Regions from separate parts of the Gossypium hirsutum genome. Here region 1 is linked to region 2. Evidence: chromatin contacts called from public Hi-C data. All regions are on one chromosome and are shown on one strand. The core of a region is the stretch at or near the end of the contact, and the rest is flanking DNA. Distances in the headings are between cores, read along the strand shown.

What was found. A called contact is a pair of places that touch in the nucleus more often than the background predicts.
Region 1: a Hi-C map of leaf shows a contact between it and region 2, with 2.2 times the contacts expected there. The contact joins the promoter of LOC107944112 here to the enhancer-like site in region 2. A contact is called at or near these places in 15 of 34 Hi-C or Micro-C datasets (callus, cotyledon, fibers and 4 more).

Annotation. Positions count from the first base shown.
Region 1 is chrA13:6,241,597-6,246,977 of Gossypium_hirsutum_v2.1, forward strand. It overlaps LOC107944112 (protein SOB FIVE-LIKE 5), which reads left to right and starts at 2,675. Exons shown (of 4, transcript XM_016877931.2): 1 at 2,675-3,157; 2 at 3,243-3,302; 3 at 3,387-3,463; 4 at 3,544-3,755. The coding sequence starts at 2,735. The coding sequence ends at 3,631.
Region 2 is chrA13:6,188,595-6,194,376 of Gossypium_hirsutum_v2.1, forward strand. No RefSeq gene overlaps it. Among protein-coding and RNA genes, the nearest start is that of LOC107941488, 9.5 kb to the right of the region's middle. Within about 2 kb of position 2,962, at least 3 of the 9 cell types and tissues checked have an H3K27ac peak or open chromatin away from gene starts, as enhancers often do. A contact at or near this core is called in hypocotyl and leaf, where this site is marked.

The sequences.
Region 1 (5,381 bases), core at 1,425-3,924, 53 kb after region 2:
TATTGGCTAAAAGACATTTGTTCGTCATTATCGACTCACTACCTGCTTATTCGACTGGGACCAATTCGATCCTCTTTACTTCTGTAGTGATCGCCTGTATAGTTTGCTTACAAGAGTTCGTACGTGATGGGTTCGCATCACCATACAAGCGAACCCACACTTAGGGAACACGAGTTAACCTTAGAATAAGGTACATGTAGGCATGCATGGGGCCTACTTAGGACGTCACATCCAGGAACCATATCATATAAATAGAAAAATTACCTCATTGAAAGCAGGGGCGAAGCCAGAAAATTTTTTTAGGGGGGGCTGGATGAAATTTTAATTTTTACAGTTTATATTTTTATAATTTGTAAATGATTAAATCAAATTTTTATAATTTTAGGAGGGTAAAATGCAATTTTACCTTTACTAATTTAAAATTTTTAAAAAATTTCAAGGGTCTAAAATATAATTTTACATTTTAAGGGGGGCTGGGGCCCATGCCAGCCCCCCTGGCTTCGCCCCTGCTTGAAAGACAGAATCACAAAGACATTAATAATATTAATTTTTTTTCATAAATTGATACTTAATAACAATTTAAAAAATAAAATCAGCTTTGAAAAAATATTTTTGGCAGTGTTTTTTTTTTAATTTAAATTTTTACCCAACTAAAATTGACTAAACATTAAACGTGGGAAAAGTTATAAGGTAGGGAAGGAAAGAAAAGGAATGATAAAGGTTTTAGTACAATTTTGCCTTTAGAAATTGCATAATTTCATCAAAAAAAAAATTGTACACCTAGAGGCTGAAATTACCTGTACAAAATATATGATATACAGTATAATCTTTCTCTTGGACCACTTTAGCTTTAACAAACTTATTTAATTCTTACCCAAACAAATATTGAAGGACATTTTGAATATTTTGGAGGAGGTAGAGGTTTTTAATATTACTTCATGACTGTGTTATATTATCCCCTAAAATTTTTCTTATTTTAAATATTTATATATTAAAAATTTTTAAGTAATGACATGATAAAATTTCAAAATGTTAAATCATCATACTTTAATAAAATCTAAATTTAAAGATTAAAGTGAAAAAAATTGTTAAATTCTAAAATTAATATGGATAAATTTCTTATTCAATCCTGAATATAGTTTAATATATTCTCAATGTATAAATTTAAACATGCCAGCATCTCTTTAAAAGCTCTTAAATACCTTCAAACCCTGATCAATAAGACTCGGGTACAAGAGATTACGTGGCTAAGCTCACTCGATTTTTTTTTTTTTTGCCAATTCCCACCTCAAACCCTTAACTTTTTTCTAATAGACCAAACTTCTAACTAATAATATTTGCTTGAAAGAGATATTATATGTCTAAGTTTACTTATTATTGTCGATTGAGTTTTACTTTGATTGGCATAAACATTGTTGTCAATGTAAGAGTACGTGTATTTGAGTGCACTTCCTCCTATTTATGGACTGAGAAGAGACAATGAGTATTTTTATAACTTTAGTAAAAAAATAGATATGATTAGAACATATAATAACTTTACATAATTCACTAAATTCTGACTCGTGTTATTTTATTATGTACACTAAAAATATCCTCAAAACACATTAGACGCAGCACTAATTTCTTTCGAACTGTGAGCTGTTTGAAAATAGAAGATTGTTCTTGAACAGCTTGTGGGTCATGTATTAAGTACTAGCTTTTGGCTTCTTTTTCGATGGAGAGTTTTGAATTTCGACCTCTTAAAAATGATAAAAAGAATTTAATTTAAAAAAATTGACTTCACCTCTAAACACACGTACACGTACATGTGTGACTGTTAGATGTTTGTAAAATTGAGTGATGTGTAAAATGGTTGTTGTTAAGTGTTTGAAGCCAAAAGAACAGAAATTATGAGTCCATGAAAATTGATGTGGTAGGACCAGCAAGAATATTGCTGCCCCAAGGAGGTGGTGAGCCCTGGTTTTTGTTCAAGAGAGTACACAGTGCTTGGCTGTCTAGCATGTGAAGTGATTGTGGTTTTTTTTTTTCTTCTGAATGCACCCACTAGAGAACCCACCCAACTGGCACTTTTTGATTCATTCACATTCAGACAGCCGAATGGGGGAAGGTGACGACAAAAATAGCCTAGGATTTGAGTTTGATTGTCTTTGGTCTTTTTCCCACATGTCCATTGCCCCTTTGTTCTATATACTACTTGATCCAACACCCTAATATAGGGACACATTTAACCTCACCATCTATTGTATTACTATTACCTGCCCTTTTTTAGGGTTTTTGTTTGGAAAGTGGGGTTGAGGGGCTTACTAGTTTTCGTCCCTATATTATGTTATAATTTGGTCTCTATATTATAACATTATTACTAGATCTAAATTAATAATAGCTATTTTCATAAAGTGATAATGCAGTTTGTCATTTAAAAAATAATTATAAGTATTTATTATTTATAATCACAATTGAGTAGATTTTTACGTAACACTAATCGTAGGACAGGATAACAGTAAAAAAAACTCGTGTCATCAGTTAAACAAGAAAAAGAACTAGTTGTGTTATTAACTTGGACCCACTGATAATATCGTAAAAGTAGAGGGAATAAAATCTCGAAGTTCAGTATAGTAAAGGGACTAAAATCACAATTAAACCAGCTTACTTCACTTGTTGATAAAAAGGAGCCTTGGATAGAGGAGAAGGAAACACATTGAGTATAGTTTTCTTTAGAAAAAAAAAAAAAAGAAAGATGAATTTTATGGCCTCTGAGTGTAGTAGTGGGTGTGAGTCTGGTTGGACTAATTACTTAGAACAATCTTTTTTATCTTCAAATCCTTCAAAGAAAAAAAATGGGTTTAAAAAGAGTGGTTTTTGTGATGAACATAGAGAGATTAATAGAGGTAAACAAAAGGTTGATGATGATGTTGAAAATGATGATGAAGAAGACGAAGAAGACCTTTCCATGGTTTCAGATGCATCTTCAGGTCCTCCACATTTCTATGAAGATGATAACAAATTATACCATGAATACATGGTACCCCAAACTGGTACTACATTCAACAAAAATGGTGGTAAAAGACATACGAACAAGGAACAACGAAGAAGACAGCATGAGCAGCAGGTACATGAAGAAATTGACACCGCAAACTCTCCTTTCATCAATTACTCCAAGGTATAAGTTCAAGCTATAATAACTATATGTTCTTTGTTTGCTGTTGTCTTTGGCGCTTATTATGGGTTCTCCATGATTTTTGCAGAAGAGTTTTGTTGACACCAATAATCAAGCTCCAATGGGGTTCTCTGCAACACACTTTGAGGTCCTTGTACTAATTTATCTTATATATTCTATGTTTGTTGAATTCTGATTGAAAAAAATAAAAATGGTGATGAATTATTTGCAGGGAGGATCACAATTTGAGGGTCACTTTGGGTTTTTTCAGTCTTCTTCGCCATCTCCTGACCAGCTACAAAATAACCAGTTAAGTAACTTAACAATCTTATTATTATTTTCTAACAATGTACCATAATCACACTCATTATAAGCTTCAATTTTTACAGGTGGCTTTCAGGAAATCAAAGAGCATGGAGTTGGAAATTTGAGATTAAAGCAATGGAAGAAAGGAGTTGCCATAAGTCAAAAGAATAAAGATCTCAAACAGAATTTTATTTTATTTTTTTATAATGGGTAGGGTAGGAGCTGTTCAGGAATCAAATTTAGAACTAGTGTTAACCCAGTACTGGCAATTGCAATGGGAAATAAATTTTGTTCAGTGTTTGTTTTCTTATGGACCTCCAAACTCTCCTCTTTATATCTCAACTTGCAGTTCAAAACTACTTCCTTTCACCTAAATACAAAAATATATTTTACTTCACAAACTGTTTGATAATAGAATATATATATATACTTCCCCAAATGAGTATATAGTCTTAGTTTAGATAGGAATTGTTCCCTCTGCAATGGAAGGGATAAGAGATGAAGAAATCAAACCCTGTAGACTGTTGCATGCATGTGCAGGGATCTTAGTTTAAAATTAAGTGTTTTGTTTGTTTGGTAAATTTTGGACCTAAAACTGGCCGACACCATTTATTGGCTTAAACAACAAGGTTGCTTAAACTCTTAACACACACATCTTTCAACAATACACGACAAATGGATGTGCCATAATCATCTCATCATTCCAACACTTAGTTGGAATTGGGGTTCTTTTTTCTCTCCCAATAATTATAGGAAAAACTTTCTTTTCCTTTTTTTATTTTGTTTTGATGCTAAGATTTTTGGGTTCCTGATAATTATATTGGATATCAGTTAAATTTGGAGTCAAATAGAATTGAACACTTAAAAGAAAACAAGAAAAAACCGGAAAAAAAATCAAATTTCTTATCATTAAACCTAACAAACATTGATAAATTACGAGAAAAAACTTAGTCATCAACAAGAAGCCATGTCTCGAAGTGTCCAGACAAAGGGTCTAATCCACCCCATTATAAGTTCCATTTCTCATCATGCCTCACAAGTTTTAGGGCCTAAATATGCACATGATGAGATTGAGGCAAAAATGATGGAAAGTGAGTAAAATTGGGTGATGGCCATTCATTCTCAAAGCTCTATGTTAAGTAAATGCCAAAAAAGCTAATATTTGAATATATCATATGCACAATCTCAATGACCTTTTTTTTTAAAAAAAAAAAAGCCCCTCTTGGAAGATCCTGCCTGTGATTTTCCTAACCCTAAAGAACATGCCCCTATTATATTAAATAATTTGCACTTAATTTTTTTATTACTTTATAATGCCGCTTTGCTCCCTCCAACCTTGTCTGCTAAGCAGCTGTCATCGAACTTGATGTCACTGCACAATTATATGTCTCTCAATTTGATTTCTTTATTCATAAAACTATTCCCAGTCACTTCCTAATAACATTATATTATATGGGTTGGATTTATAAAATTTCGAATAAGGGTAAAATAGGGTGGATTGTATTTTTATCTACAATTAATATAAAAATTGTGGTGATAGTGAAATTAAATATTATAATGATATTGTAACGTGAGACAAAAAATAAACTAAACATATCGTATCTCACCGCTTATTTAAACTTACCCTAAAACTTTTGAATAAAATGATAAGTAAGAATTATATATTTTTTTAATTTTGGTTTGAGACTTTACTTCACTTAAAATTTAGTTACAAATTTAATTGATGAGAATCAATGTAAGTATTATATATTAAAAATATAATTAAATTTGATGGAATTTAGGATGTCAAAAGTTGTGATCTAACCAAGACCCACATGTGCTATTCACATATATTTTAATCTTTTGAGATTTTGGGAGTTCTCAATGTTAGTCAAAAACTTTTAGAACAAAGAAAGAAGCAAAAGATGGAGACAAAATCAAC
Region 2 (5,782 bases), core at 1,712-4,211:
ATAGGAAAAAAGAAAGAGTCTGACTTGACACCTCTTTAGGACAAAAGTCTCATTGGAACCTTTCGAAAGGAGCCACTGCATGAGACAAACCAGCATTAACAACACCCCCTGCAATATGCTTGTACATGAGTCGGTCAAATTAAATTTATATCAAATTTATATATCATATTAATATTATATATTTTTTTGTTAAAATCGTTTAACTTGGACTCTATTTATATTTCTGAATCATTAATTAATAGAAGATTAATGAAGATTTTTTAACAAAAATTTCATATATATATATTTTGTTATGGTATTTTCTGTTAACAACCCGAAACTTGAATATAACTTCGAACTACCAACCTACAGCTCGAGTAGATGAGGAGGAACTTTGGCCTCACAAGGTAGAGACATTAAGGCTTACGGGGAGAGCTCGCGAGCTAAGTTTGCATATTCCTAGGTGTTCGTAGGCAAAGGGTGTGAAATCAACTGAGTGGTTCGATGAACACGTGTTAAGTCTAGAACAGTATACATGTTGGTATGCATAGAGTTTACCTAAGACGTCATTTCGATAAATAATAATATTTTATAAATATCCGATTCTCCTCACTAAAAAAACAAATTAAACACTCAATATATATAATATAAAAGTTGTTCAAGAATCAAATAAAAATTAATATCTATAGTTGAGTGGCATTCATTGAGAAGGGATTAATGAGGAATCAATGGCCATCGTATTGAAGATGATTTTAGGGTTTAAATTTTCACAAATGATCTGTGATGAAATTAATTGGAAAGGTACAAGATGGCAAATAATATTGAAAAACTAGCCAAGAAGAGTCAAAATGAAAAGGACATTGCATTAAACTACAAAATCTAATAAAATTGAGAAAATAATAAAAGATAATTTACAAGTGTATGGCACCAATGAGGCATGTTTGAAAATTAGAGGTATTTATAAGCTCTGATAAGTAAAGTTTAAATTGATTTTGTGTATAATTTTAATATTATATATATTTATTCAAGTTCGATATTTTATCTTAATTCATTTATATTGATAAATGATTAATTTAAAATCATTTCTGTCCACTCACAATTTTTTTTAAACTTTTTTAAATAATATAATTAGTTTTATTTAATATTTAGTAATTATCAAAATTCTTTTTTTTAATAAATATCTAACATATTTTTAATATACATGTGATATAAAAAAAAAGACAATATATATTATAAACTTGAAAATGAGTCGGATTAAGTTAAGTTTAAGATTTGAATATTAAAATTCAAATTTAACTTATACTTTTACTTAAAACTTTTTAAAAATTTTTTATACAATACTTAGAACTAGCCATAACCCCTCCTCAACCCTTAAATAAGAGGATAATTCGCTTTAACGCACTGAAATCCACTTCCTCTACACTGATAATAAACTCATGTGAATTAGCTAATAAGTAGGATAACCCAACCATTGATGAGATGGATTAATTTGCATATGGTGTCGGTTACCTGTCTCAAAAATAGCGAATAAGCATTACAATTAAGTCCCATGGACATGGGAAACACCAAAAACAGTTCAATTCAAACGGCCAATTCCCTATCATAACAGCTGGGAGTGTCCCATGTAAGTACATATTAATTATGATTGAAGATTAGGGTTTTCCTTTTTGTTTTTTTGTTTTTTTTTTTTGAGTCAGTCTTTTAAAGAGTTTATAAACATAAATATAAGTAACGTATAATATATATTGGATTAATTAAAATTGAAATTGAAATATATAACTTGGATCATTGAAATCTTAAAGTCTCATCGAAATAAATTATAATTATACGAGAAATTACAATAAGAATTAATAATTAGACGAATAGTATCATAAAAATAATTAAATAAATAAAAAATTAATTGAATAATTAATTTAACTTAAATCACAAACTAAAATCTATTTGGACAACTCAATTAAAATAAATTTAAATCAAATTTATACATCATGAAACTTGAATACGAGACCTCAAAATTTTCAAAAGCCTCATTAATTGAAATTAGGGTATGATGTGTCACATGAGTTATGTTTGCTGATATCCATATATTTTAAGCATACTCAAATTTTATATGTTTGTCTATATATGTTTGGAAAAGTAATACACGTCTATTTTCAAATATGTGTCAAATACTATAATATACAAAAGATTTAAAAGATTACATGAAATAGTTACATCAATATATATTACTTTCATTAGTATTAAGGTAATCATTTTAAAAAAATCGTCTATTTATTATGCATCACATGTAATAATTAAATAAAAAAAATTGACTCAATTGTTGTTATAATAGATTTTCGATTTCGTAAAAATAAAATTAAAGTAAAATAATTTATCAGAATGCCATGGTAATTGGTAATGATAAGGTTTAATTTATGTACTATTTTACACATAGAAGATAAAAACATATATTCCAAATCAATTAATTTAAGTATATAATTTTTAATTTGGTTGATATTATTATTATTGAAATAATTTAAAATATATATATGTTTAAATGTATTTAAATTTGTAATTGTTGATAATACAATGTAGATAACCTCACATTGGTTGAGGAAAGGCTTTTAAGAGGGTTTAAATATAGTCTTATCTCTTATTTTTATTGAGCAATTGGGGGTTAAAGGCCTAACACATATGTGCTGTTGCTCGACCTATGTTTGTGTCTTGAAGTGTCTACGACATGTACCATGCATGTTATTTGGGTATACAAATATTGAAGTATTACCCTAACCATGGAGGGTGAGCCCATATTTCTTGATTTGATTTTAATAGGACTCCTTAATATAATTTATATAATATAGACATCCTTTCGATACTTCAAATCTGAGTAAAATGCCCCCAGTAACCCAGCGGGAAACTTGGACATTGTATAAGAGAGAACAAAAAAACCCAAGTAGGCATAGAACATTTCTTCAGGTGTGGGGTGGGCAAACTTTTGAAGGCTTGAACCATTTTAAAAAATGGTGTTGGACCACCACCCAGAGGCCCAGCAGCCTGGTTCTTGTAGTACCATAGTCCATTTGTCCTTTGACAAATGTTGAAATTATAATTTGGTTTTTCTTTGGTTTAAAGGGTATAAAAAGTTTTTAATTTTTTTCAAGAAAAGCAATTAAGTTTATTTTTTCACTCAATTGAATACTTAAACTTAAAAAAAAAAGTAATTAAGTTCCTTTTTTTTTGCACTCAATTGGATACTTAAATTACTAAAATACATCAAAAAGGCCCTCAAACTTTTTCAAAAAAGCAATTAAAGCCCTATTTTTTTTTTGTACTCAATTGTCAAAAAATGCATTAAAAAGGCCATTTAACTATTAACTTTAATGGTTGACCGTTAAAGCAAACCGTCCCTAATTTTTTTAGTTAAAGTCATCATGTGTCACAACTACAACGTGACATGTGGCAAAAAAATAATAAAAAATAAAAATCTATAAAAGTTATAAAAGTTATTAAATTTTAATAAAAAATCTAAGAAATATTTATCTGTTATTATTTTAATAAAAATATAACAAATATTTATTTTTTTATTAAAAATTAGAAAAAGATTACAAAAATTGTAAAATTTTATAAAATTCGTAAAAAATTATAAAATATATAGAAATATAGAAAAAAATAGATAAAATTTTATAAAGTTGTAAGAAAATGATAAAAAAATGTAAAGAATTATAAAATTCGTAAAAGAATTATAAAAATTATAATCCTAAAAGAAACATTTTATCATTTTTCGCCATATGTTACACTACATTGCGACATGTGATGACTTTAACTGAAAAAAAAAACTAGGGACCATTAACTTTAACAAACAACAATTAAAGTTAATGGTTAAAGGGTCTTCTGATGTAACAACCCAAAAATACCTATTTATGTTATTATTATTATTTGACAAATATCCGTCAGCTTTAGTGGTTATGTGTTCTGGGAGTGTTTAGGAAGTCCCAAGTTCAAGCCTCGACTTGGGCAAATATTAAAATTTTTAAATGATTGAAGCCTTAGCCTGGCTTAAAGGGTTTAAGTAGAGTTGTTTGTAAAATAATGTCAGAATGGGTCTATTGGACTGGTGGTTAAGTAGAGTGTTGGTGTGAGGGAGGTCTTGTGTTTGAGTTTGTACTTGGGTATTATTTTTGCTGCTAATGCCGTGTGGTTGTTTGAGAGGGACTGGAATACTGAAGTAGTTGAAACGGATGTGGTTTAGTAGAAGCAAAATAGGGGATTTGGGAGTTACTTAGTTATTTTTCTTCTCTCCTGTAAAAAGTCTTTGTCGTTTCCATCTCCATTTTTTTTCCTTTGCTACCAAATTCTACCTTCCCTCTTGCTGAATCCACTTTTTTCTTTCCTTTCCGTTTTTAACTTTGTTTTCAATTTGTCATATTGCGCAACATAGGGTGACACTCGTTCAGTAAGTGATGATGTGCTTTAAAATTTCAATTTTTAAATTATTTAATTGGGGAACCTTTGTTTAACTGTGTTGACAGCCGAAAATTAGGTGTGAGGGACTGTGCTGGTGCCGAGTTATAGAGGGAAGCGTCCATAGTTCGTAAGGTAAGGGTTTTTTGCTTGGAAGAGGACTTTTCGTTTTGGGTTAAGTTTAATTCGAGCATTTAAGTGACTAATTGAGAGAAATGTTTGTCAATAATAAGTTCTGAAGTGCTCGTAGTGGTTTTAACTTTGAATCGAAACCAGGTGTGTACTCGATTGCACAGAAAATGAGGTTTTGGCGAAAGCTAAAAACCTCACTGTCGACGCCACATGGGAATGTTGTCACCCATGTGGTAGGCCGTGTGCCCTAACAAGGGTATGTGATCGATAAGGCCAGGTCATATACACTAGACACGACTGTGTGATGGCCAGGTACGCCGTGTGCGACACATGGGCTTGATCGATTTAGACCGTGTGGGTAACACGAGCATGTAGGATTCTGGGCCAGGCTGTATGATCCACACGGCCAAGGCCAAATTGGGCCGTGTGGGCCACACGAGCGTGTGAGCCTGTAACTGCCGAATTTTGGGCTCAGCCAGAATGGTGGTTTGGAGACCACCAATCTGAAGCCAAATAAATTATTTTATTATTATTTTAGAGTTATATCATGTTTATATTAGTGCATGAAAAATTTGGTGAAGTAATTTTAGCGATTTCATGCTTAATTACGAAAAAGGACTAAATCGCATATAATGCAAAAGTCTTGATTTGATAGCTAAGGGTGTTAAATTGCCATGAAACTTAAATTGGGGGTCCTTAAAGGGCAATTAAAACCTTTAGAGAGGCTTTGCTGGCCATAAGACAAAGAAAATAAGATAGTCAAAGTGTTAGGTATTTGATGACCTAATGTGTGATAAAATAATACCCTAAAGCCTAGCTTTCATCTTTTTCATTCATTCTTTCTTCTTTACTGAAAATATCAGCCATAGGAGGATTTTGGAATCTTGAAAAATTTCAGCCACTTAATCTCCCAACAAGTAAGTGGTTTTGATGACTTTTTTTTTATAATTTTTGTATTTGTGGAACCCTTGTAGCATGAGCTTTCAAATGAGGGGATTATTTTGCAAAATGGTTGAAAGTCTAGGGTTTTACCATGAGTGTGTTCATGTTGTTTTCTGAAGTTTTATGGAAGAAAATGAATCATGGTTGTGAAATAAACAACTTTTGTGAAAAGACTTCTCATGAAAGCCCTAATAGGACCATTTTGTAAAGTTTGTAAAATAGATAATAATGTTGTGAAATATTGGAAATTTGGGGTTGTCATAAGAGTAATAAATGGTCAGTTAGGTTTGGT